Regions from separate parts of the Zea mays genome. Here all the other regions are linked to region 2. Evidence: chromatin contacts called from public Hi-C data. All regions are on one chromosome and are shown on one strand. The core of a region is the stretch at or near the end of the contact, and the rest is flanking DNA. Distances in the headings are between cores, read along the strand shown. Region 1 holds the start of LOC100383479. Region 2 holds the start of LOC103646181 (DDB1- and CUL4-associated factor homolog 1). Region 3 holds the start of LOC100281442. Region 4 holds the start of LOC100272249.

Region 1 (6,698 bases), core at 3,968-6,467, 310 kb before region 2:
GCGGGGCAGCCCATGCATGCATGCATGGTGTCCGATGGATGGATGGATCTGCGAGCTTCCCCCCTTGCTTTGGATGGAGACGTAGTAATTGCTTGCTTGTGCTTTGTACCAAGTGAGATGAGTGAGTGCCTCCTTTTACCTACTATAGGCTACTATACGTACAGTTAATAGCAGCTAGCTGTTGGTGTGGATTGCTATGCGTTAGTACTTGTTAAAAGAAAGAAAGAGATATGTATATGGTGCATGCAAGACCGGCAAATTAAATAAAGTAATGCAATGCAAATACAGAATGGAAAACTAATAGAAATACATAAAACAAAAAAAGGACTGCCTTTTTAGCAGAGATTGGGACAGAGGTGCCACCAGAAAGATGCATGCATATGCACTGGGGCAACATTCGTCTTTCACAAGTGAGCAGGCAAGGTAGGCATGGTTCCACATGAGCTGATCCACACCCAACAAACAATTAATTAGCGGGGGAAGGGTCATTGACCCATATCATTACCAAATTAAACCCACATATAGTTGCGCGCAATGCAATTGCAACAGCAGAGCAGAAGAAAGTGATACGACCAAACTCCCAGAATTGAATCAACCAACCAACAATATGAAGTGTTCTGTTAACTAAACTACAGCCATGGGTTGCAACTTGCAACGGTAATACTCCCCCCACAGCCTACTAAATGTAGCTACAGATAAACTCTGCATGCACCAACACTTGTACTTTGGTAGTAGAAACCCACACTCCCAGACTTAAAAGGCATCTGCAAACAAAAGCATTGCATGCATACATCAGTGACAGGCAGTGGTGAAACGTGGAGCAGGGTCGATAGATTGTGCTCCTTTTTTCGATTTCCTATTCTTCCATATATATGTTTCTTCTTTGAATTTGAACTTTGGCTAGATTCACCAAACAATAAAACTTGAAAGCAACATATAGCAGCCATCAACATTGAAATCTAGTCATATCATTGAAGCAAGCAAATCTTAATTTGGTCGATCCCTCAAAGCATACCTTCAAGTACAGGTGCATGGTTTAGACATCTTTTCCGACACTGCCATCAGCCGTAGCATCACCACTAGGAGCTCCATTCAGTTCTTCACAACAACCACCACAGGCAACACTTCGCACAACATGGACCATGATTGTGGCGCCAAAGAGCTGTATGCTCTTCACTTGGACTGGAAGCTCTGCTGGAGGCAACCTTACTGATTTGTTGGGAGGAGAAGCAGATTCAGGATCCAGAATCTCAGAGGAATCACTGGGGCTTGTAAACGGTGGCATCTGGAGGTCCGGGTTGAGCAGGGGGAACAGTACCCGATTCGTGAGCACTGCAGAAGATTCAGAGGGCGCAGCACAAGGGCCGGTGTGCCTGGCTCCCTGCATGCTAGCAGGAATTGGTGGCCCCTGGATTTCCGATCCGATCAGTGGATAAGAGACATCTCCATGGCAAAGAGACGCAATTGGGTTGCAGATCCTCGCTCCATTTGGAAGAGGAGGGTGTGTAACAAGCTCGACTTGCCAAGCATTCACAAATCTGCTCAGATTTGGTGATAATGGAGAGGAATCATCCCAGTCGATCTGCAGTTGTGTCAAGTCGTAATGACATGAGTCAGGATCAAGTAGGAAATCGGCAATAATTAGAAACAAACAAAACCGATCCCTTAGCTCTATAACAGAGAAGGAAATATCTTGCCCTACTAAGGTCATGTTTGGAACAATCCAGTTTTTAAGAAACCAGTTTTTATTTTTTAGCTAGGAGAACCTACCTTCTTTGTTTTTAAAAAATTGAGAATCCAATTTTTATAAACTGAGGTATAAATTGGTATGTTTGGAACCACCTCAATTTCTATAAACCAGTTTCTTAAAAACCGGGTAGTTCTAAACAGACCCTAATAGTAATGCATAATAAGATTATTAGATTAATATATTCAGTTTAAAAATAATAAGGGTGTCATATAAGATGGTGAGGTGAACCCACGCGACAAAAGATATACCAAATCACTTATAGCTCCCCTATGCCAAGTCAGTATTTTACTTATTTAGCCCTGAAATTTTCAAGAAACAGATGAACAGGCCCTAATAGTAATGCATAATAAGATTATTAGATTACTATATTCAGTTCAAAAATAATAAGGCTGTCATATAAGATGGCAAGGTGAACCCACGCGACAAAAGATATACCAAATCAGTTATAGCTCCCCTATGCCAAGTCACTATCAAGGTTTTCAAGTCGACCGACCACGATTAGTCGGCCTTATCGCTAGAGGGAGCTCGATTAGGGTCTCCGACTCGACTAGAGCGACTAGGAAGCGATTTGTCGTCCTAGTCGCCGACTAATCGCGATTAGTCGTTCGACTAGGTATAGTGGTCGACTAGTTTTGCCTGTTTTGGGCACTAATCCGATCTCTGTTACATGGACCGACCCACCATCTGTACAGCACAAACATTGTTTTGCTGCTTTTGCCCTACTTGTACCAATACGGTACACGCATTACGCAGCGCACAGTCGCGCTCGCGCGTGCACACTTCTCCAGCGCCGCCGCACCTTCTCTATCGTCGTCGCCCTCCTCTCCTGCTGCCATGCTGTGCTCCCGCGGCCCTATGCTCGAGTGTCAATTGCGCCCCCTCCATCATGCTGTGGTTGTAGGCTGTAGAGGCCCCCCTCCAGCGCTATTTTGCAAAATATAAATAACATATATGTATGTATGCAAAATATCTCTACTCTTCAAAAATTCCTCCACGATCTTATCAGACCCATTATTTTCTGCCTTCCGCAGCTATCCTCCAGATCTACTAGGCCACTACGGCAATGTCCCTAGGACATCTCTTGATCTCGCATACCCAGTCAAGAAATCTTGGTCCACCACCGAATCAGTGTGCTGCTGAAATCAGTGTACTGTTGTATTACAGTCCTGCTACAACTTTATATATTGATATATACATATAGTCTTGTTATAGGTGGACGAGTATAGGATGATTAGGAGTCGACTAGACTTGATTAATCGAGAAAATCAACGACTAATCGCGATTAGTCATCTTATCGGTGCTCAGACAACTAGAGTCGACTAGCCGACTTTAAAATCTTGGTCAGTATTTTACTTATTTAGCCCTGAAATTTTCAAGAAACAGATGGAAGCAGAAACATAGGAACAAGTTAAGGGCGATTGGGGTTGGGAATCCGCTTGATGATTAGAGGAAGAACATAATTCTTTGGTGACTTACCTAGCAGGAATAGAACCGAGTTTTTTTAAATATTTACAGGTAGGGGTGGTAATGGATCACCATCCAAATACCTATTTATAAAAGTTAGAGTCCTTAAATAATTTTAGTTTAAAAATAAATAGAAATATGGTTCGGTTCTAATATGATTTGATTCTTAAAGTTTGTAATGTAAAATTTAGAGTTCATTACCACCCTATTTGAAGGACCGAGTATACTAGCAAGTACAGTAGTACGAGTACATGCAGTGCACGTGTCAAAAACTGGCATGGTTTCTTGTGCGAAAACAAATCAAATTAAACAGGGCATGGAGGCCGGGTGCATGCATTCAGAATTCAGAAGCGTGGTACGAAGGCGAAGTGGCACAGGCTGACAGGCATCACGAATCACGACAAGATTTGGATGAATATACAAATACTGTTACTACTTGCTAGTGGTAGCAGGAAGATATGGACAGGCTGAATGAGGAAGCAGACAGAGAGAGGCAGCCCCACTGCTACTGGCTGCAGAAGTGCAGAGTGGAAACAGAAACGGACATGTGAAGGTATCCAGTCCGACAGAAGAACCACCGGCAGCCCCACAACGCAATCGCAATATAAAAATACGACTCGACGACAACACTGATCGAAAACAACAAAAATATCTGTTTAGCACGACACGAGTGACTGGCTTGGCTTCAAAGCTAGTACGGGTCAAGATTGTTCTAGTGATAGCTTTGTAGTACTACTACTACTAAGTAATTAAATAAAGTCCTGGTTTGTTGTACTAATAAGCGATTAAGCAAGGGGAAGGTATCTCATCATGACCAATGAGCATGCATGGCAGTACGCGGTCAGTGCTTCCGGGTGAACACACACTGGCCATCAGGGCAATTGGAATTATGGAAGGAAGACAAGAAAATTCAGACCTCGAGCGCTCGCCAGATGTTTTGGTGGAGCGACTTGACGTGGCCGTCGGCCCACACGGTGCGCCGCGTGTCCTCGGCCTCCATGACCTGCATACGCACCTGCGCGCCTGGCTCCCAGCGGGTGGCGAGCACGCCCTCCACCTCGTCGCGCGGGACGATGAACTCCCCGGCGGCCTGTCTCGGGAAGTAGGTGACCGCGAAGGACCTGCCCTCCGCGGCGAGGCGTGCGGCCTCAATGACGTCCTGGGGCGGTACCCGCGCGCGCGCGTTGCGGGGCGGGGGCTGGTCCGGGTCGACCCCGGCTCCGGACCCGACCCTGGGGAAGACGAGCGGGTACCTGGGCGTGCGGCGCAGGCCGACGATGAGGTCGCCGTTGTGGCGGCGCATGAAGACGACGATGTCCCCCGCGACGAGCAGCTTGGCGTTGACGAACCTGCTCCAGCCGGTGGTAAGCAGGTGGCGGCGTGGCGTGCCGCGGTAGATGTGGCGGAACTGCCACGGGTTGCCCCTGGTGTCGCGCATGAAAAGCTTCTGCACGGGCGGGTTGGCGTCGAAGTCGAGCGTGGGGAAGATGTGGTCGGCGCAGTAGCGCGGGACGGAGAATCCGCCGCCGTTGTTGGCGTCGCTCTGCGTGAGCTCCTTGGTGAAGTAACTGAGCTCCTGCGGCGGGCAGTCGCTGGTGGGGTCGGTACGACAAGCGGCGGCGGGCCCGCGGTGGGGGCCTGGGCTGAGGGAGATTTTGGCGAACACCTCGTTGGTCTCGTCGTCCGCGCCAAGGCTGACGCCGGCGACGGTGCAAGGGAAGAGGTGCGGCGCCGGGAGCGGCGCCGGGAGATGCGCGGGGCACTGCTCGGCGTGGCCGTGCGGGAAGTAGTAGACCTCGGCACCGACGGCGGGGAGGCGGGAGAGCGGGACGGCGCAGGCGAGCCAAACGTCGCGGTCGACGATGCTGTCGCCGTTGGCGGCGGGAAGGTGAAGCGGTGGCTGTGGCCCCATTGTCCTGTACAACGTACTACTAGGGTTTGGCGACGCGGACGGAGCGGAGGGAGGGAGGGAGGAGATGCTGCGCGGGATGGAGGATTCGTCGGTGAGAAGGAAGGAAGTGCAACAGATTAAAGATGGATATCCAGATGATCGAACGATGCCTACCTTTTATTAGTGTATTTTTTCGTTCAATTTTCATTAATTAATACAATATAGTGGTTTACCATACCTGTGCGTGCAACGACACATTGAATTTAGTCAACTTTAATATTCTCTTCTAATTTTGTTTTTATTTTTCTCTTACTTATCAGGAGCGAAAAAAACTTTTTCTCACCTAGCTATCCAGTCCACTCGATGCTCAAGTCTGCCATACAACTACACGGACATAGCCACATAGGTGTGGTAAAGAATCACGATCAAATACTTCTTTATAAAATATTAGGACTTAAAATAAATTTTAGTTTAAAAATAAATAAAATAGAGACCGATTTTAATTTAATCGGGTCCTTAAATCTTATAGTGTAAAATTTAGAGACGATTAATGACTAGATTTTGTCCATGTATGCCTTGTTCGGTTATTCTAATTATATGTGGATTGGAGTGTATTTAAATATATTGGGATGGATTTGACTTGCTATAGATTTAAACCGACTCAATACTACTAAATCCACATGGGTTTACGGTGAAACGAATAAACCCGTAGTGTCAAAACCCAAGCCACATTAAACTAAACAAAACAATAATCCTTGTGTGACCACTTCAATCACGTCACCAGCCAAACATGATTCTGATTTTCTGTAAGAAAACATAGCATGATGCAAGGGAATTAAAATAATCGGAGTAACAGTATAATCAATGTTTGTACCGACTGACATGTGGATAAACGGATCCAAACACTTAGGACTGATTTGGTGGACAAGGAAATAGAGGTGTAGCAAGGGATTCCTCCCTCATGGATTCCCTCCATTTTCATGTCCACCAAACTAGCCCTTAGGAAATGAAAGGGCTCCGGTGCACAACGAGACAGTAGGTAGGGAACTGTAGTGTCTTGTTATGTGTGTCTCATTCGTGTACAGTGCGGGAGTATTTATAGATAACCGAGCGAGTAAAGTACCCACGGTTATCTTCTACATTCCTGGAGTATTCCCCTCAACGGAGTCATTACAGTGCAGTAAATTACAATAACTAAGACATACTCTGGAATCTACCCCACGATGGGGCTTACAAGTGGAATCAGACGGGGACGGGGTGGAACCTGGGTCCCATCGTAATCTGTCGTGGACTTCACTTGCGAGTTGCACCCTTGAGTTCATTGAGTCGAATCCTTGACTTTGTCGGGGCTTGGACTTTGTTGTCGAGGGAAGGGTTGAGCGAGGGAAGGTGTCGGGGACCGTAATTAGGGGTACCCCCAATGCTCCTAAACACGGCTGAAAAACATCTTCAGAACAAACCATACACGGCTCATAAAGCGCGGTTCAAGTCAAGGCCACGTCTACCAAGGGACGCGACCTCATCCGAGCCCAGCCTCGGGCAAGGACAGTAGTCCCGGACGGATTCACGCCTCGCCCGAGGGTCCCCTCAGTC
Region 2 (6,528 bases), core at 3,864-6,363:
CGATGTGCCACACAGTGAAGAGGAATGGGCGGTGGAGGCCGCCAACGGAGGAGGTCGCTAGGGTTTTTTAATTTCCCGTGGCACATGACCTCATACAATTTGGCAGATGGGCCTCATACGATGCATGTTTCAAGATCAGTCATGTGTTTCTACGTTTTCAGTAAGAAAAAACAAATATGGATCAGCCATACTCAAAGTCTATGTGTGTTAGTTAGCTATGATGTTATGCCATGGTGTAAGACTTGTTTAGGACAACTATGTCTTAAACACTTTCTCGCTATCAAATATGAAGTTATCTAAACCCATTATCATAGTTGTTGCACCACTATAATAAATATTCAAAGATGCATATATGCTATCCAAAATTGTTCAGTGTTTCCAAGGGACTCCATGTCCGGTATAGAAAAAAATCCACAAGTGGTAATCTTTTGCCGTCACTTAGCAACTATACATGTGAGAACGATCATGTTTCCGCGCTTAGCGCATATCACCACCGTGAAATCTGCACAGCGCATCCTCTATTACCAGGAGTTAGCATCAGGACTAAAGAGTGAAATAACTGACAAATTGTCAGACCCAGATGTGTTAGATTTTGTTATGGGTCCAGTCAAGTTTAGTAGTTGTTCATGCACATGGACAGAAACATGTTCCCTATTCACCTCTACTGGGCAAAATGTTTATATTTGTCATCGTTTAGAAGAACTACAGATGGCAGGCTCAAGCTCTGAAGCAGTGAAGCCTCAAGGAGGGTGTCTATTGCTCTGTTAACTGGGCCATTTTGAAAGATACTACGACAGAACTGGGCCTTCCAATGTTCAGCTTGTCACCAAAAAAAGGCCACCTAAAGCTCTCCTTGATACGAACCCCTAGTCATGAGCATTATTGTAGCTGCTTCTAAGATTTGTTAGCAATAGGACATTTTCAGTGTTAAACTAATTACCAAGATTTGTAGCTGCTTCTAAACACTGAGCAAGTGCAAGTCTTGAGAGAGAGGGAATCTGTAAGGTATTGAGAATCAGAATTTAAAGGTAGCAAAGATTGCTAATTTACCTAGCTAAAAATTCCCATGTCAATTCCTTAACGCGAATATCTACATCAAACAATACACTAAATCAGCTATCTTGATGATAGCTCTGTACCAAGACCCTATTAGTAATATACATGAACATGGTAAAACATGAAGAAAAACAACTTCAACTATCCATGCTTTGGTTTAATTAATATCATTTTTAAGTGCAAAATGAACATGACGATAACATGTATTAGAGACTGAAAAAACTATATCTTAAATTTGTGGCAGCCCACAAGGTGCACCAGCCTCACTAAGTACATCTGCAAACTGGCACAATACAAAAATGTGTAAATCATTCTTGTATGCTTGCATTCAACCATATTGTTTTCACAATCAAGCTTACATATTACTTTGAATAGATTTTCCATTATCCAATAAAAATATCAATCTAAACAAATCATGTAACTCACCTCAAATCGCTCCAAGTTGGAATACCCCCCTTATCGAGCTTCTTTCTTATTGTCAAAAAAATCCATTGGATGCTTTATAATGTCATGATAGTCAGGTATCTGGAATGATGACACAAAATCTGTAATTCATATTGCTTCATACCAAAGAATGTAACTGCATTGCTGTGGGTCATGTAGGATGTTTGACCTGGTCAGCCTTCACCAATAGCAATTAACCTCCACGCGAATAACCTAAACCAACTCACATATTTAATCTAGTTCTGCGAACCATGAGAAAAAAGAATAATATGGAAAACAGAAAGGAGAAGAGGGAATAGAAAACAAGAGATGAGTTGCTGAAGCACGCGCCTAAAACAGAGGAAGTAGTTCTCTGAAATGGTTCAAACAGTGGTTACATGTCTCCTAAATATGTTATGGAAGGCAAGAAGCTGTCAAAAGTCTCACTAAAAAGTTCTACACATGGGGGTCGAGGAATTTGGAAATGAAGTACTCTAGTTATGATTGCCAAACTGCAGCACATAAACTTAGTTAGACGTCTTGGTTGTTGCATTCACGAAGATGAGAAGTTACTGATATATGAATACTTACCAAACAAAAGATTGGATGCCTTCCTTTTTGGTACGTTCTGGTCTCATTTCACATATTATGAAACAATTTTAGACTAATTGTGACTCACGATACATAGTTTTTCACACTAACCTTGGAAGATCCTGCCTTGGTTACTGGGAGTAAAGAAGCAGTATGAAGATAAGAAACAGTTGTTAGTGCCGCAGGTAGTGGATTTAATACAACATCAGATGGAGACGTTCTCTTGTGGATTTCTCTCAGGACATGTACATTGTCCCTCTCTGCAAATTTGATACGGTGCTTAGATGACAACTTATGCTTTGGTTGTTCCTCTTTCGATTGGTGCTCTGACCTCATGTCCACCATCAAATGCAGAAGATTCTAATTCTTTTTTGTTACTCATCCAAAGTCTACCAATCTAGAAAAAATGATTAGTTCTAGAAGTCTCAACTATATAGGGATCAATGGGAAATAAAAGGATAGCATAGAAGTATGTCAGTAGCTGCGAGCGTCTCTGACGCGAGAGCGAGAGACAATCTCGACAAGTACCTAGAGACCTGATGTCACTTTGCAAAAAAACATCCATCAAGTTCGTGTGGCTGTATTTTAAATGGACGTACATGCATGTATGTAAATACAAGGATAAGCCTATTTTAAATATCAAGGTCAGAAAATAAGTCACATTACATTCCGAAATCAATATATTATGGAAAAAGATGACGAGTGAACTACCTCCAAAGATCTCTTGATGTAGTAAAAAGCAAATCGCTCTTTCAAAGCTGCTCGATCATCCTGACCAGCATCACTGCTAGATGATCGGAAATGATACCATCATAGAGTGTGAAGCACTTGTAACTTTCTCATGTGGATGTTGTAGATATTTTTTTTCATGCTAAGGGTCACACCATTTTTCAGTACTAAAAGTCTTGATAAACAAATTAAGAGCAACAAATAAGAAGACAAAACAATAGAATGGAATGCAAAAAAGGGATACCTGAACATGATTGAGGCCACTTTATCCTGAATCAAGTGAACTGGAATGAGGCTAGCACAAGTTGGCATGACCCGCAGGTAAAACAACATATCCTTGGTGTCACTTGTTTAGCGATCTGATACTTAAAATAGCACTGCTTGGGGCCAAGTAAGCATTATCATTCTTGGCATCTGGGACAAGATCCTCCTCGCCATCTGAATCTTCAATGCTATCAAATGCACTTACAGTGGGGATAGAGGATTTGGGTGTAGTAGGTCTAACAATATGTCTAATGGTTTTGGTCGAACCTCGAGAAATGATTGGCCTACATGAATGAAAGATAAAAAAGAGACATATTAGCAAGATATCTGCTGCCATCTTATAGCCATGCTAAGCGCTAACCATGTTTTCATGAAAGATATTCCATGTTCTAAATCTTGTTTTACGGTTTCCTGTCAGGAGAGGGAGGGGGCACAAAACATGGCATAAATACCATAATGAAATGCCTACTTCAGAACTGTGTCAATTTTTTTGTTGCTGAAAAATTCCTATGTAGCCACTGGCCAAGGCTTACATACATGATCAGGATAAACTAACTCCACCTAACTCAAAACAAGGAGGGGTGCTCAGTAAACATTGAACAAATCAAATTATGGCGCACATTTTTTGTAAGCACTTGATGCTCGATTTACGCATAACGCATCGATCACATTACCATGACTATGGGGATGGTGCGTAGCTAGGAACCAAAACGTGAGAAATCGAAACGAAAGAAAGCAGCAAAAGGAGCGGAGGTGCACTACCCTCTCGACTGCTGTGGAGCAGCGTCAGGTCTGGCAGGATGGACATTGGACAGGGTGCGACAATCTTGGTCAGCGCTGGATGGTTGTATTCTCCGTTCTCCAGTTCGTCACCGTCAGGGAGGAGGCAGTTACGGCGGTGTTGTTGGTCATGGGCGAAGCGGAGGAGGTACCGGCGTGCTCCCCTTTGGTTTCCCCCTGGCTGGCCGCTCCTCCACTTCCGATGATCGAGCGTCGCGGCGCCCAGATCTGGCCTGTTGGGCGAGGCAAGAGGACGGAGGTGAAGTGGTCGAGGAAGAAGGCGCTCCTGGCGACGAGGATGCACGAGTTCATAGATGTCGAACCCCCGCCGAATCACTGCATTTCTTGGCTTCCCCTACCACGTGCCAGCGCTAGTTCGCCCTCGGGCTCACACGCCGATGGGAGACCGCCGCACTGGGAGCTGGCACTACGCCTCCACCCGGAATCTCTCTGCCGGTGCTCCTTCATCCTCCCCATCCCGTCGATGTGGAGGCAAGGTGCGCGATGTTGTCGGGGAGCCGGCCGGAGAAGGCGTTGTAGGAGAGGTCGTGGCAGTGGGCAGGGGAAGGCGAGGCGCTATGTCGTTGGGGAGCGGGCGGGGGAAGGTGAGGCGCGCAAAGTCGTCGGGGGATTCGCGGCGCCGGTTGGCGGATTAGATGGCGGAGGCGGCTGGTGGCGGTCGTGCGGCCGGTTCGGGGGGGGGGGGGGGGGGGGGGGGGTTCGCCGCTGGTGGGAGGGGAATCGCGGCGGGGGTGGTCGTGCGCGTGATTGCTACGGGCGGGAGGGGAATCGCGGTGGGGGGCGGTCGTGCGTGGGATTCGCGGCGTGCGTGCTGGTGAGGCGGGGGCAGTCTACACTGTCCCCTTAATAGTTAGTAGAGATATAAACCTGTTTCTATATGTTTATCAATAGAATTCACGAATTTAAATAGATAAACACGTATGAAAAAGGGATTAAATCTGCACGCGGATCGTTCGCGCCTAAGGGAACCATCCGGCCACAGAACAGCCTCTTAGGTGTCGTATGGTGCTGAAAAAAAAGAAAATGGAAACACGTTAGTGCGCGGTTGGCCCAATTCAATTCTGATTTCGATTTCAAATTGTAGTCAAATGTAATTAGCAGTAGCAACGAAAGCATGGCGGAGTGAGGTTTAGAATTTTGTCATATGTAGGCAATAGTCTTGTAGGGAAGGAAAGAAAGAAAGAAACAAACAAAGAGAAAAGTAGAAAACCCCCCTTTAAGTTGAAGTCATTTGTTGGGCCGAGTTCTTGTAGGCCGAGCCGAATCCTACTCCACTGGTACTCTGTGGAGCCCATGTCGAGCGAAGAAGGTTGTCGAGAGCAGGTTGCTTGCGCCTTGCGGGCTGCGCGCCGCCTTTGCCCTCCCGGCCTTCCCTTCCATCGCGACTTGGGTTGCGGACTCTCTTTCCATCTTCTTCTTCGCTTCCCCCCAAAAGCTCCTCCTCTCCATCGATTCCATTCCATTCGAATTAGCGATCGCCCACTACCCGCAACCTCCTACCTTAGGCAGCGCCAAACCCTAACCTTACTCGGGTACGCCACCAATGGCTGAGTCGGAGGACGCCACCGCCGCCGAGCCCGGGTCCGGGCCGCCCCACGAGGACGAGGATGCGCTGCTCGCCCGCGCCCACACCGTCATCTCCAGGATCATCGACCGCGAGCTCGACCCCAACCCCCGCCTCCTCCACACCCTCGCCACCATGTGCGAGCTCCACGAAGCCAGGTCAGTGCTGTGCTTATTCAGTCACTCATCCGCTCCTATCTCTCTCCACCCCCTCATTCTTCTTCCTCATGACATTTTAATTAAATCCTGTTCTATTCATGTGATCCGATTCTTCTCCCTGTGAGCTAGAGTACTAGATTGCTGTCTCCCGCTTCACCTGATATCTAGCCAGCGGCGGACCCAGAAATTGGCCAAAGGCCCGGGCCGGCCGAAGATAGTAGCATATAAAGAAAAATTGTACCGCGAAATAACGTTGTCATATATGTTAAAGATGACATACAAGATATGATGTAGCTCTTTCCAAATGTGTCATGTCAACATCAACATCAGTATTTCTTGCTCCAGAACCTTAAAGGAAATCATATTAAGAACACGACTTGAAAGGTAATGTTGAATAAATTTAATAATGTTAGTAATTGGTACATACCACTAGTACGAGGTAGATTCACCCTGCGGGTTCTCATGCATTGAAAATAATCCAATATCTTTGCATCCTCAATGCTTGTAAATATATCCCTCTCAATATAACACACCATACGATAGTTAAGCCATTCGTCTCCTGTCTTGTTACGCAACTTAGTTTTAATAATATTCATAGATGAGAAAGCTCTCTCCACAGAGGCTCAGTCTCAAACTTAATTTCTAACCATGTGATCTTGTTTATTTGGTCGCAACTTTTTGATCTTTTATTTCGTGATTATGGTATTAGATGGCTGTATGGAATATCTTGTTTCGTACTCCCTCCGATCTTTTTTATTTGAAGTTTGCTAGTGTAAAATTAAACTATCATGCGTCAAATAAAAGAAAATGGAGGTAGTAGTTTCTAAGCCCTGTGGATTGTAATTTTTTTTGCCTCTTCGGTTTAGAATCATTTGCTAGCTTGGGAATTTTTTGCTTATCCTAACTTGATGGTTTGCTCTCTAGTCTCTCCCTCCCTCCATC
Region 3 (6,871 bases), core at 4,341-6,840, 450 kb before region 2:
TTTGGTTGGATTGGCTTCAATCCCGCGGTGTGACACCAAGTAGCCCAAGATTTTCCCCTGGCGAACACCGAAGACACACTTTTCGGGGTTCAGGCGAAGTCGTGCGTCCCGCATGTTCGCAAACGTTTCGGCGAGGTCAGCCAGATGGTCTTCCTTGCTTCTGCTGGCCACGACGATGTCGTCCACATACGTGAATATATTTCTGCCGACTTGGCCCTCGAGCACCGTTTTGGTGAGCCGAGAGAAAGTGGACCCGGCGTTCTTAAGTCCCTCTGGCATTCTGATGAAGCAACACGTGCCGAAGGGTGTTATGAAGCTGGTGCTCGCCTTGTCCTCCTCCTTCATGTATATTTGATGGTAGCCGGAGAAGCAATCGAGGAGTGACATGACTTCGCACCCGGCCGCACTATCGACGATTTTGTCGATTCGAGGCAGCGGGAAGTTGTCCTTGGGGCAGGCCTTGTTAAGACTGGTGAAATCGATACACATTCGCCATTTGCTGCTCTTCTTCTGCACCATCACTACGTTGGCGAGCCATGTAGGGTAGGCAATTGGCTCGATAAATTTGGCCTCAAGCAGGCGATGTACCTCAGCCTTGGCAGCCTCTGTCTTCTCATCAGACATCTTGCGCAGCCGCTGTTTCTTCGGCCTTACTGAAGGGTCAATTCCCAAGCTGTGCTCGATGATGGAGCGACTGACTCCGACCAGGTCAAGGGTGGACCAGGCGAAGACGTCTTTATTCTTGGACAGACAGCAGAGGAGTCTCTCCTCGTCATGCGAAGTGAGGTCTTCGCTGATGGTGACAGTCTGCTTGGGTGTCGCCTTGTCGAGGGGGACAGTCTTGGTCCCGTCGTTGCTTTGCAGCTGTGCTTTGTCATGTTCTTTGGCGGTTGGGCTGACAGATTCGGGGACCTCGCGCTAGGCCGTGAGGCAGTGTACGTTTCTTTGCCCGGGAACAAAGTCTCTTTCTATGTTACGTGCAGCCTGCTGGTTGCCGTAGACTGTGATGGCGCCTTGCAGACCTGGGATCTTCATGCACAGATAAAGTCCGTGAATGGCTACCTCGAACTTGTTGATGGAGCCCCGGCCCATTATGGCGTTGTACGGGTACACCATGTCGACGATGTCGAATGTGACTTGCTCACTTCGGGCATTGGGTGCTACACCGAAGGAGAGAGGTAACTCTATTTTGCCGACAGGAAAGGTGCCCTTGCCGCCGAAGCCGTACAGCGGGTTGTCCGAAGGCTTGAGCAGGCTGTGGCTTATGCCCATGCGATCGAAGGCATGGAGGAAAATGATATCTGCCTGGCTGCCATTGTTGACTAAGACTTTGTGCAGATCCCATCCTGCCACGCTGCAGTTGATAACCATGGTGTCGAAGGCCAATGGCACATGGGACCACTTTGTCTGCACGACTGGACCGGTGACGGCGACGTGGTTGACGCTGCGGTAATGGTCCCTCTTCTGCCGCTTTGTGTCGAAGTCGGCGCTGGACCCCCCAGTGATCATGTGAATGATTCTGCGATACGGTTGATCGGCGAAGTCTTCTTGCTTTGGGGCTTGGGGGTGGTTGTGGTGGTGGACGTTTTGCTGTTGCTGGTGTGGGGGTGGGGGTGGGGGAGGTACGATTTGTACCTCCTGGTGATGTTGGTATGCATGGTGCGGTGGGTGCGGAGCGGGGCCGTGGTTGTTGGCTGAGGGGGGTGCTGGTATGTGTGCGCGACAACTCTAGGGTTGTCGGCTGGTTGCGCTCGTGCCATCCTGTCTCTGGTTGCCTTCGTTTCTGGGCAGTCCCTTGTAGGGTGGGCGCAGTCTTCGCTGTGGAACAGGCAGTAAAATCTGCGCGGCTGCTGCACGCGTCCCCGGCCCCGACCGCGAGTTCCATTTCCGCGGCCCTGGCGGGGATACTCCTGGCGGCGAGGGGCCTCGCCAGCGGGGTTCTGGTTGGCGATGTTGTGCACCTGCTGCTGGTTGCGGCCGTCCCGACCGGAGTCTGCGTGCGAGGGCCTCGTCCACGTGCGGCTGGACTGTGGAGTGTCTTTGGGTTTCCTCTGAGACTCGACTTTGCACTGGTGGAGCTCTTCAGATCTGGCGTATTTTTCAAATAGCTGATACAGCTCCTGGAGGTTCTTGGGTGGATCCCTGATGCAGTGGCTGTAAAGGACGCCGGCCCGAAGGCCGCTGATGGCGTAGTGGATAGCGATCTGGTCATCAACCGAAGGCAGTTGTGACTTAGGGGTCAGAAACTTGCGGTAGTACTCCCGCAGATTCTCTTTTTCCATCTGCTTGTAGAGTGAAAGCTCAGCCAAGGCGTCGGTGTCTGGGCGGTACCCTTGAAGTTGAGCAAGAATTTGTCCCGGAGACTTCTCCAGGAGTCGATGGATAGTGGGGGCAACCTGGTGTACCAGGTGAGGGCTGGGCCTTCGAGGATGATGATGAATGACTTGGCCATGGTGGTGTCGTCCCCTCTAGATGATGCAACAGCGACCTGATAACTCATGATGTACTGTGCTGGGTCAGTGCTGTCGTTGTACTTGGGATAGGTCCCTGCCCTGAAGTTGGCGGGCCATGGTGACACTTGCAGGTGTGGCGCCAGGGGACTTCGCTCGTCAAGGTAGTTGACACCTTGGAATGCCGCGGCGTGTGGGATGGCGTGGCCGTGCTGAGGGAAGTACAGGTCTTCGACTTGTGCGCGCTGCTGTAGGGGAGGGCCGTGTTGCAGGCCGAGGTGACCTTCGCGCTGCATGAGCGCGATCTCTTGTTCGAGCTCCTGGGCCTTCTGCTCTTCATCGTGTATCATCTGGCGCACCTTAGCTTGTGCAGACACATGTTGGCGCTTGGCCTCGAGGATTTCTTTTTGCTTCTGGAGGTTGCGGTTCTTGATGCGCAAGGCGCGCAGCTGTAGCTGCTCTTCCGCTTAAACGCCGATGACTTCGCCGTCCTCGATGACGTCCGCGCCCTCCGGTGGAGCGAAGCTTGGGGGAAGTTGCGGTTGTCCTCCAGAGCTGTAGGTGCGGAGACTGCCTTCGGGAGTGGGTTGTTCGTTGCGCTACCTCTTGCTGAGTGCGTCGTCTTCGGTGCCTCTTGGTGGGTGGTGTCGACGAGGGCCTTGCACTTTTTCTCGGCCAGCAGTGCTGTCTTCGCAGCCTCGTCAGCCTTCGAGCTAGCTCTCTTGGGTGTCATCGCGGGTGGTTTTTCCGTAGCACGAACGATGGGCGCCAAATGTTGGAACTTGCTCTCCCGAGCAAGTTGATCTAACGGGGGAGTGAGAGCAACGTAAACAAGGTTTCAATTCGAGATGACAATAGCTCTGTTAATCTAGCCTCTTAAGGGCACTGTGCGGGGGTATTTATAGGTATCTGAGTGCCTAGCATCCTGAGTTAAGGATGCATGTGCCCTCAGGCGCCTAGGTTATCCCAGGAATATTCCCATAAAGCAGGGTTACAGACTATAATTACAGGGAGACCTTTACAAATTAGGCCCGTAATGCACAGCGGCCACGTAGGGCCTGTTACAATGGGCCGGATCACACGTGGGCCTCCATGTTGGACGAGGCCGCGGGATGGGACGACCTCATAACAGGCCTTCGTCCGGCGACGTGTGGGACGAAGGGTAAGTCTACTAGTCGTGTTGTCTTCGTTGGTGCAGCGAGGCTGGCGAATACATCGAGCGAAGGGTGGCGTCTTCGCCTTCGCCCCAACAGCCGACGCTTCATGTTGACACCGGGATGACCGAGGCCTGGGCCTGGTTGAGCCAGAGTGCGCCATGCCGAGCAGACGGTCGACATCGTCACACCACTGCTTCATGGCCCCCGGCGAGGCCGTGGAGCTAGGAGGGTGGTGCAGCAATTCCCTGGCTACAGACAGCGCCCCAGGCGCAGCCCTAGACGCCTTGGACGCTTGCGCAGGAATGTGCTGCCGCACAAAGTGCACAACAGCAGCACCAGGCGTAGGGCGGTTGGTGGCCCGCGGTATGGAAGATGAAGCCTCTTCCTCCACCGGGAAGTCCTCGGACATAAAATCATAGTGCTCGACGATGTGGACCATGGCGTCGAGCAGAAAAACAAGCAAAAACCTAAAGCCTAGCCGCCCCCTACCTGGCGCGCCAAATGTCGGAGAGGAAATTCTCCGGCCGGGTGGCGGAACGCACCCGCCCTAAATCCTAAGATAAGGAGGGGGCCTAAGCGTTTTGCCTGTCTGCTATACGATGGATGAACACAAGAACACACAAGGGTTTAGAGTGGTTCAGGCCACCAAAGCGTAATACCCTACTCCACTTTGTGTAGTATTGAGTATGTAAGCTTGAGAGCTTGTATGAACTTGTGAGTCCGAGAGTCTAAGTTGAGTCTGCCTTGTACCGTCGTGTGCCCTCCCTTTTATAGCTCGAGGGGGCACGTACAAGGATACTGAGCCCCGACATGTAGGCCCAGGGGCAAAATGGAAGGAAATAACTAACGTCTGTAATGCCTGGGCGATCTCCGAGCGCCATAATGTCCGTAGTGCATACAGTATTGATATGCCGCGGCTGCTTCCTCGGTAACGCGCGAGTCATGATGAGTGCGGCAGCATGGGCGTATTGCCTGCCAACGGAATGGACATGCATGTCGCCTGCAGGATGGCCTGGTCGCCGCCCGTCAGCGGAGTGGACAGGGCTCATTAAATGCTGAGGCAGCACATCGCCTGCCAGTGGGATGAACAGGGCTCATTAAATGCCGAGGCGGCACGTCACCTGCCAGTGGAATGGACAGGTGACACGCCTTATCCGCAATAAATGCAGAGGCCGCGCGGCCTAGAGGCCTTACGTCAGGCTCCGCCCGCCGTCTTACGTCACGGGCAGTAGGCCACGTGGCAGCATCGAGTCTCCGCCTGAGCGGGGACCAGAGGCGTACACGGTATGGTCCAGACACGTGTCGGCTCCGGACCCCCGCCTGGCCTTGATTAAGGCCTGAGTATTCTTTGTCTCAGAATCCCGGGACCCTGCTATGAGCGGCCCGGACCCTACACAGAGGGGTCCGAAAACCGTCCTAGGGGTCCGGCTCGCGCCCGTGGAGGTCCTGGACCTTACCCAGGGGTCCGACACTTTCCCATGGGGGCCTGGACCCACCGTTGATGCCTTGAGTAATATTGTCTTCTCTGGCCACGTGGCGGCCCCGGAGCCGTCTACATGGTGGGGTCGGTTGCTATTTACCACGCTACTAGAGATAGTCGCGTGGGTATCGTGTCTTCATACTGTAGTAAGGGTACCCCTGTTTCAGGGTACCGACACATAGCAATATAGTACTCCCTCTATTTTATTTATTTGTCGCGTTTTAGTTTAAAAATAAAATACCGGATAATAAATGTTTGAGAACATAGTTAGTATTATAAAAACCTTAAAACCAAGGGGTGTTTAGTTTCTATGAAATATTTTTAGTCTATATATTTTATCTCATTTTAATCGCTAAATTACTAAATATAAAAACTAAAAATCTATTTAGTTTTCTTATTTACCAATTTAAGAAATAAAATAAAATATATGATTAGTCATTATAAACTAAACACCTCGTAAATAAAATCAGGCGGTGGAGTATGCCACCAACTTCAACTGGAAACTCGTAAGAGGAAAAAAAAACACACCCGCCCCGCCGTCCACCTCTCCGCCTCCTCCGGTGCCGGCGCTGGAGCGGCCGACCCACGCAATCTATGGGCAACATGACCCGCTCAAACTCGCCCGTCTCCCGCCGCATCGTCCTCTCCTTCCTCGACTTCCTTAACTCCGGTCGGTACTCGCTCTCTTCCATCTTTTTCTACTACACACCCACGAACCCCCGATCCGATCCCTCCCCCGCTTCTCGTGGCTAGTCGCTCCCGTTCCCCGCTTCTAGATGATCCATTCAACCCACCCACACATGGTCTCCGCTTCTGCCGTGGCCGTGGGGGGCCTTGGAGGGGATCCAATCCCGTGTGCTACCAACCCCAACCCCAAACCCAAACCCATGAAATTAGAGCATCGCTCGCAACTTTTTAGGAACTCGATGTGGTGTGCATCCTATTTAGGAATGTGTACTGAAACCATGGCTCTACGCCTGTCACGGGCAAAACCCACCTTCTAGAATCTAGATTAGGGTTACAACTTATAAGTGCTTCAAGTGTGTGTCGGGGACCTTTTTGGAAGGAGCGTGTCTTTGCAAGGAGGTAAGATGCTGTCGTGGTCACATTAGATGCTTCATCCCTGCAGGTGAATCAAAAACCCAATGAAATGTTATAATTAATTACTGCGGAAAGCACCACATTTTCGCGGCTGTCATACTGTGACTTGCGAGAAGCTGACTGAGAACCAATATCTAAATAAGTCTGATCGGTTTTCATGACGGAATTAGAACAACTGGATCACATGATTTGCTATGGGTTTTGCTCATTTGATTTTTCTTGCCGTTCAATTTTCTGACATTAAACATCCATGTCTTTGATGCAGTCGAATTAGCTCCTGGTGTTGATCCTGAAGCTCTGGAAGTTGCTAAGGATTGTCTGGAGTCCATTTTTAGTGTTAACTCAACAGCCACTGGTGACGCAATACAACCAGGACTGTTGTTTGAGCTATTTGCTTCTCTCGAAGCAAATGAAAGAGACCAGGCAAGAGCTGCTTTGCTGTCACAATCTGTTTCAAACAAGCCATCTCAAACTGCGGGTACATCAAATGTCGAAGAAGACTCAAACAAATGCACAACATCAAATGTATGCTCTCTCTCACACACACACGCACGCACGCACGCACGCACGCACGCACGCATCCTTTTTCCTGTGGCTCCAAAGAAATACATGCCTATTCATATTTCACATTTATTGGCAATGTCGTTGCACAATTAGTTTGATGTACGTGTTACTCAGAGATC
Region 4 (7,442 bases), core at 2,669-5,168, 370 kb before region 2:
CTCGCCGCTGCCGCCGCTGGGGATAAACAAACGGAACGAACGCAGGTTCACCTCGGATCTGCGGCTCGCCGGACTCCGAACGAACGTCACGTCACTGAACGGACGCCACAGATTTGGCCTGCTCCGCCCCACGGGACGCCTAGCCGGATTTGACAGCTCCACGCGCGCGCGCGCGCGCACCCAACCCGCGTCTTCTCCGGCCTGCCAGTGCCGCGGCCGGGGCTCCATCCCCATCCATGCATTCGCCGAGGTCGCGCATTCGCGTCCGCGACCCACACCCAAACCCGCACCGGCCCTCGGGTGGCGGACGAGGAGGAGGAGGAGGATGCCTCCGCCGCCGGTCACCGCCTGCTCCGCCCTCCCCGCGTTACCGGCGACGCCCGCAGAGGCACACCCCGCCGCCGCGGCGCGGCAGCGATCCTCACCCCGACATCTCCGCCATCGCCCGCCACCGCATCCTGCTCGAGGCCGGCCGCTTCGCCGCGCATTACCTGGTCGCCCAGGGCGTCCTCCCCGACCACGTGCTCAGGGACAGGGAAGACCCGCCCGCCAGCCGCGGGAGGAATCTAGACGGCGGCGGCGATCCTAGATCGAGCTGGAACGATGGGGACTGGGCCCGCGCCTGGGAGGATGACGACAGGCAGGCACGGAAGTCGACGAGATGGGACAGGAGAAGCCAGAGCTTTGACGACAGGGGTAAAAAGTACCACGACGCCGGCCGTGATGTAGACCGGGGTGCCCGCCGGACTCGAGATTACGATGAGCCCAGGAGACCTCCGATGTCGAGATCCTACTCGCATAACGACCGCCGCCCTTCCGGCTCCGCTGATGGCGGCAGAGTGGATCCAAGGAGCAGGAGCAGGAGTAGAAGCAGGGCCAGGATCCGCAGAGATTTGGATCACACCAAGGTGACAGACTCTGGCATTATTCCTGCTGATGCTGCTGATGATGGAGACTGTGATGTGCACTACGGTCATGTTGATGAAATGCCAAGGCAGCAGCGGAGGGTGCCTAGTTCAGTGGTGGTTGCAGACAGTGCCGATCAGGCAATGGCTACCGAAGACGGGGAGGCGGAGTTCGATATCCATGGACTGAATCGCACTCGAGACGTTTCTGAAGACGAGGACGGTGAGTTTGCAGCTGCTCGCTTGAATGGTGAAGATGATGTTCATCCGTTGAAATCTGTTAAGGAACCGGCCTTGCATAGGGGGTCCCAGCTCAGCAATGCCGTAGAGGACAGGGAAGCTGCCAATGCACCCACCATGGTCATGGATGCTTGTACGAGGGAAACATCAGGTGAGGACAATGCCTACTCTGAAGCAACAAATGAAATGGTGGCTCCACATCCACATAGTGAAGGTAAACCAGAGCTGCCAGCTTCGTGCAGACCTTTTGACCTCAACGTCGTCGAAACTCCAGATGCCTGTGAAATGGCTGGTGATCCTCAAGCAGACCATGTTTCTGATTTAGTTGGCTGGATACACCAGCAAACTAACTGCCATGCTTCAGAATTTCAAGGTCAAGATGAGCGTCACATGCTGAAGAATGGGCACGACTTGATTAGGTATGATCTGAACAGCGAGGCTGTTGAAGACGCACAGGATATTCACCTGCTGGAGGATGAGAAATTACCTGTAGGTCTTGGCATTGATGCGCATGATACGACTAGAATCCAATGTTGGCGCGGTTCGCATTTACGTCTGAATCAAAATGCTGGTGAGCTGGAACATGAAAACGACTGTGTGATTGGTGAGCAGCTGCTGCTAAGTGATGGCATGGATGGACATCTTGTCCGCGATTACCAAATGGCGTCAGAACCCAAGATGGGTGTCTATGATTTGCACAGCTACAATCTGGAAAGCGAGAAAATGCTCCTAGATGATGGTGCAGAGAAACACGCACATGATAATTGCCATCTACACGACGGGCAAGTGCTTTTCAATCAGTCTGCGAATCTACAGGCTCACAATAGGGCCAATGAGCGAACAATTCCTGTGATCAATCTCGAAGATGATGATTATGAAGAGCAGTCTGATATCAGGGAGTTTCTCGAATCCAAGTAAGCCTTTTTAGATAATCCTTCCTTTTGTTGTGCTCTCAAGGGAAAGATAGAAAATCCTTCACATGCATCTGGACATGTTCACTGTATGTTTTGCAACAGCTAACCTCAAGTTCTTCTCACGATCCTCGGATTTTGTTTGACCGAGAACACGACCTTTTATTTGCCTTATATGGGATCGATGCCTTTACAGTCTTTGTTCATATGTTTTTGTGTGGACTGTCATCCATATCACAACTCCTGTCGCTGCATGGCCACAGGATGAAAATTACTGGCTAGGTCTAATAAACTGGTGTGATTTTTTGGTACTACCTCCCGTTCCTGAATATTTGTTGCATGCTAGTTCATTTTTGAACTAAAATGTGACAAATAAAAAAGAACGGAGGGAATAACATAGAAGCATGCATGTGCTATGGGAGAGCGTACAATATCGGACGATCGTTTTTTCACATGCTAGTCTTAGGCTTTCTCCAGCAGCCTCCCTATCACACTCCATATACTGCTCCCTATTTCAAACTCTACTCTCTAAATAATGTCGTCTACGGTACAAAACAATGTTTTGCATGCCCGTTTGCACGGACTACTGGAGATGGCCTAAAAATGTTTGTGCTATGTCTCTGATAAACTGAACTCATGCACACAATGTTTGTGCTATGTCTCTGATAAACTGAACTCATGCACACAATCGAACGGTCTTCTCCTATTCACCTGCTCTTCTGCTCATGTTCTGTTGATTTCAATATATCGACATGAATGAATGAATGAAACCAAAAAATGCATGGTTGACTGCTTCACTAGATGTATGTGTTCTGCTTACTCAAACGGATATTTCGTCATGTCAAGCAGGCTGTGTTCTTGTGTATTTGTGCTGTCGGGTGACAGCTGCAAACAATAGGAATAAACTGCCGGTTTCCTTCACTCGCCTGGTTTGTGTTGAGAAACTGAGTGAAGTTGACAGCTATGCTTTGCTTTCGCTGACTGCTGGCGTACTAGAAATAATAGTAGATTGATTTTGTTTTGTGATTATGTCTCGCTGACTTATGAACCTTTTGTTTGTTGTGTGTGTTTGTTGGTCAGAAGTTATCAATGCCTGGGACATGCCCTTCTCTGAGCTTGGGAAGTGGGCAAGTGGCCATGTTGTTTGCCAAGACGGCTGCGAGATTCTGCGTCAGTCAGTGCAATATGTCGTCATCCTGGAGCATTGGAAACAAGATTTGCAATGTTTTAAAGGTGGATGCATCATGCTCCATCCATACATAATAATTGATTGAAGAAAGGAAGTCGTTCAGGTGCTGTACTAGGAGAGGATACCTGACTCACCGACCTGGCCTCAGCACTCAGCAGTCAGCAGCAGCTTGTAGGCGTCTTCAAAACTTCAGCTTCACCTTCTTGTAGTTGTGTTCCTTTCCTTTCCAGTTTCCATGCTGGTGCGTACGTGTGCGTGCAAGCAATATTCAGTGTGATGCATGGCCACAATATTCAACTTCACCTTCTTGTAGTTGTGATTTGCTGTCGAGGTGATGCATGGCCACAATATTCAGTGTGTCTATGTATGTATCTCAGGCCCGGAGCAGTGAGCTGCGTCTGCGCATGAACGCAAAGTAAAGCTGTGACTGTGACTGTGACTGTCAGGAACAGGAAGTACTACTACACTACTGGTGGCCTGTGTGCGCTGTCCCCTGTGGAGGGAAACCAACAAGGCCAAACACACACGCACGTTGGGCCGAGAAAAAAGAAATAGAAATACGGGCCCATCTCATCTATGTTCTAGTTAATGGAAAATCCGGCCTGTGTCACTGATGGTAGATCAGGCCCAATGAACACGATCACAGCCACACCAACGCACCACGCTCGGCTGCGAGCTTGCGACCCCACCGACACACACAGCAGGGAAGCGAGGGGAAGGAGAGGCAAGGCGGCGCGGCCAGCGGCCCAGGATATCTGCGCGTGCGATCCCGAGGAGGCGTCGGCGAGGTGGGATGATATCGCAGTTCTTCGTTCTGTCGCAGCGCGGCGACCACATCGTCTTCCGCGACTGTAAGATCTAGATCTTAGATCCCGTCCCCCGCCGCCCGATCTGGGCCGAATTGAGCTGATTTGATTGGATAAACTCTGTGGCGGCCTTTTGTGGGCAGATCGCGGCGAGGTGCCCAAGGGAAGCGCGGAGATCTTCTTCCGGAAGGTCAAGTTCTGGAACGACGACGAGGCAGAGGAGGCGCCCCCGGTCTTCGTACGTATCTGTTACTTACTCCCGCTCTCTTGTTCAGACTGCAAGCTTTGGGCAACATCGGTAGACAACTTAGCAGCAGTAACTGTGATTCTCGCCTCGTGTTAGCTGAATGCTGTACTTCCAAGCTTGTGGTTTAATCGGGACTAGCACTTTGATTGTGTGGAATGTGTGCATTTATAGTTTAGTGAGTGGTGTCGGATTGTTGGTTTTGCAGCATTACCTTAGAAAATCGGTTGGACATACAGCACAATGTGAGTTGTGCGTTATTGTCAAATTTCCTTTCGTATCATGTGCTTATGTTGCCATCCGTTATCTGTTACCATCAATCTGTATGGACCATTTGGTTAAAACATTTAACGGTACATTTTTGTGTGCCATCCACGTACTGTCTTGGACAGACGCTTTAAGATGAACCGGAGTAAAACTGGGTGTCATACCTTATGTGGTTTACTCTACCTACTCTACATACGTTCAGGATTAACAGGAACTATGCTCATTAACAAAAAGCAATTTTCTATTCAATGAAAAATGGTTTTTACCGTGATGTGTAATTGTCTCTATCAGCTGCGTCTACGGAGCCTTTTGTGGATCATTTTTGGCAAATTTAATACTTGACTTTAAACAGTATGAAAAGACAGTGGTTCCACCTGTGATCTGTTTATTTATGCCTCGCTTTACTGTTTGATGGGACAATCGGTATTCTTACATTTTACTATGACAGAATGTCGATGGGGTTAACTATATTCATGTCAAAGTCGCTGGACTATTTTTTGTGGTAACCACAATGGTTAATGTCTCCCCATCCCTTCTCTTGGAGCTTCTTCAAAGGATTGCACGTGTTACAAAAGATTATCTCGGCGTTCTTAATGAAGATTCATTGCGGAAGAACTTTATTTTGGTGTATGAATTGCTTGATGAAGTCATTGTAAGTACTCTACGCCATTCTGAACTTGTATCCTTTGTGACCTGGTTTTTAGTCACTAGCAAAGCCTAATTTGTAATATCTAACAAACAAGTTGTGGGCTTCCACAGTGATTTGTATGATTCATCTGTTTATGGGAATGCTTGCTACCATCTTCTGTTAGCATTTTGTATGTTTTTTTCAAACAAGTTGAGTTGTGCAATCAGGACTTTGGATACCCACAGACAACCTCTACTGAAGTTCTCAAGTCGTACATATTCAATGAACCCATTATGGTTGATGCTGGAAGGCTGCCACCGCTTGGTCCTGCTGCTATGTTCATGGTAAGACTTGTGCACATTACTGCAGGTAACATAACATTAGGTTTTTTTTGACTGAGGAACATGCATTCCTGGTGCTATTTTGACAATTGCATAGTTTCATTTGACACCCTTGTCTTCTGCAGCAAGGCACGAAGCGTATGCCTGGTACAGCTGTTACAAAATCTGTTGTTGCTACTGAGCCTGGGGGGAAGAAGAGGGAGGAAATTTTTGTTGATATCATTGAGAGAATTAGTGTAACATTCAGCTCGAGTGTAAGTACCGGTCTATGTCACGTCTTGTCGTTCTCCTCAGTCGTCAACATCTCAAGATATTTTCCCCTTTTCTTTTGTTGAAATCATTTATATATGTTCTGAATTAGCGGTTCTAAATGTTTTAGATAGTGAGGATGCCCACTGGAATTTTTGTTTTCATATATCATCATCTAGTTTTGGTTTGTTGTTGCCTTTACTGCAAGAGCCTACCCTTATTGCCATTTGTTCCTTATATCACTACTGTTAAAGTAACTTCTGTGTTCACTTTTTTTAACTGGAATAAATAAAGATGACAGTCACTCGTGCATTTTAACTTTGATACTTCAAAACCATGGATTAAGGGGCCATTGAGACGAGTTACGACCATTTATTTCTCAATCTTACATATCATGATATGATCGTCTTCCGCTTAATGGTGCATCAAATCTACTGAATTAATTCAAGTTACTAACACCCATTTCATTTTGTTACCTCATTTATTGCTTGTGTAAGTGTGTATAATGCTCTCTCAGTACCATTTTTCATGGAGCACTAATGGACTGGTCGTTTTGACTTTATTTTTCATTATCATTAAACAGGGCTATATACTTACATCTGAGATTGATGGAACAATTCAAATGAAAAGTTACCTCACTGGCAATCCGGAAATCCGTCTTGCTCTCAATGAGGATTTGAGCATCGGAAGAACTGGATCTTCTTCATACGGTATGATATTAGCTTTTTCTTTGACATTGAGCTTAGACAAACTATAATCTGAATGATATATGGATATGACACAATGAATATATTTCTCCTTGTACATCTTTCAGGCTGCTCTGTTTCTGTAACAATTGAGACTAGTCTATGATAAGTTTATAGTGTTTCACTTATTCTGGAACTCACAATGTCATGAGTTATTCAGTGCATACATTTATAGTCACTATACTTATTTGCGTTCCGGAGTGTTTTTGCACTAAGGGCAGGCAGTGTGCAGTGGTGAGAACCATTTCACTGAGTCACCAGGTCGCGGGTTCAAAGCAGTCTCTTCGCATTTGCGGGGGAAAGACTTGCCTTGGTTTGTCCCTTTCCCAGGTCACACTCATGTGAGAGCCTCGAGATAATTGCCATTATGGAAGAAGAGAGAAGGGGATTCGACGAAATGGAGGCGTTGGCGTTGGCTTCTATATTTTGGAGACGCAGACGACAGACAAACTCTAAAATGGATACAAGACAGCACTTGGGGTTGCGTAAACAGATATCAGTATCCTGTCACTGTTTACCGTCCCCGTGCGCAGACGCCGTCTGGCGTTGTCTCCGTCGCTTATCCTCCGTCGCGGAATTGGAGTCGATGTTGCACGCCTCGCCGTCCCCGTGGCGTACCCGAGCAGGCTTGCGTTCGCCACCACCACGCCAGCCGCCGTGGTCGCCGTGTGCGTGCCGTGCCCGTCCCTGTCCCGGGCCGACCTGAACGTCCTCTTCCCCACGCCTATTGCGCCGCCGTTTGCCGCACGGAGGCCGCGCGAGAAGCTGCACGCGCCCACCAGCTTCCTCCCGCACAAGCTCGACGGGAAATCCACGCCAGCCTCGCACACCCCCTTCCAGCGAGCCGGCGATGGCGGCAGGTTGCCGCCCGCGAAGCTCGGCGACTCTGGCCATACGCCGGTGTCAAGAACCCCTA

Evidence for each region. Hi-C and Micro-C count contacts between places; a contact is called where the count stands out from the background.
Region 1: a contact with region 2 is called in a Hi-C map of bundle sheath, with 1.9 times the contacts expected there. The contact joins the promoter of LOC100383479 here to the promoter of LOC103646181 in region 2. A contact is called at or near these places in 4 of 25 Hi-C or Micro-C datasets (bundle sheath, ear, leaf and 1 more).
Region 3: a contact with region 2 is called in a Hi-C map of leaf, with 3 times the contacts expected there. The contact joins the promoter of LOC100281442 here to the promoter of LOC103646181 in region 2. A contact is called at or near these places in 4 of 25 Hi-C or Micro-C datasets (ear, leaf and tassel).
Region 4: a contact with region 2 is called in a Hi-C map of leaf, with 10 times the contacts expected there. The contact joins the promoter of LOC100272249 here to the promoter of LOC103646181 in region 2. A contact is called at or near these places in 16 of 25 Hi-C or Micro-C datasets (bundle sheath, ear, endosperm and 5 more) and 1 of 3 datasets of contacts at active chromatin or transcription factors (leaf).

Annotation. Positions count from the first base shown.
Region 1 is chr2:26,934,769-26,941,466 of Zm-B73-REFERENCE-NAM-5.0, forward strand. LOC100383479 reads right to left here and starts at 5,218. Exons shown (of 3, transcript NM_001176127.1): 1 at 4,131-5,218; 2 at 1,016-1,582; 3 at 473-764. The coding sequence starts at 5,126. The coding sequence ends at 1,037. It overlaps LOC100276810 (DUF740 family protein), which reads left to right. Exons shown (of 2, transcript NM_001150520.2): 2 at 1-280.
Region 2 is chr2:27,247,186-27,253,713 of Zm-B73-REFERENCE-NAM-5.0, forward strand. LOC103646181 (DDB1- and CUL4-associated factor homolog 1) reads left to right here and starts at 5,114. Exons shown (of 16, transcript XR_562043.4): 1 at 5,114-5,586.
Region 3 is chr2:26,799,418-26,806,288 of Zm-B73-REFERENCE-NAM-5.0, forward strand. It overlaps LOC100281442, which reads left to right and starts at 5,591. Exons shown (of 11, transcript NM_001368016.1): 1 at 5,591-5,757; 2 at 6,454-6,713. The coding sequence starts at 5,682.
Region 4 is chr2:26,874,756-26,882,197 of Zm-B73-REFERENCE-NAM-5.0, forward strand. LOC100272249 reads left to right here and starts at 3,919. Exons shown (of 13, transcript NM_001328593.1): 1 at 3,919-4,096; 2 at 4,195-4,289; 3 at 5,011-5,214; 4 at 5,418-5,534; 5 at 5,657-5,785; 6 at 6,364-6,490. The coding sequence starts at 4,039. It overlaps LOC103646175, which reads left to right. Exons shown (of 1, transcript XM_035965216.1): 1 at 1-2,063. The coding sequence starts at 237. The coding sequence ends at 2,063.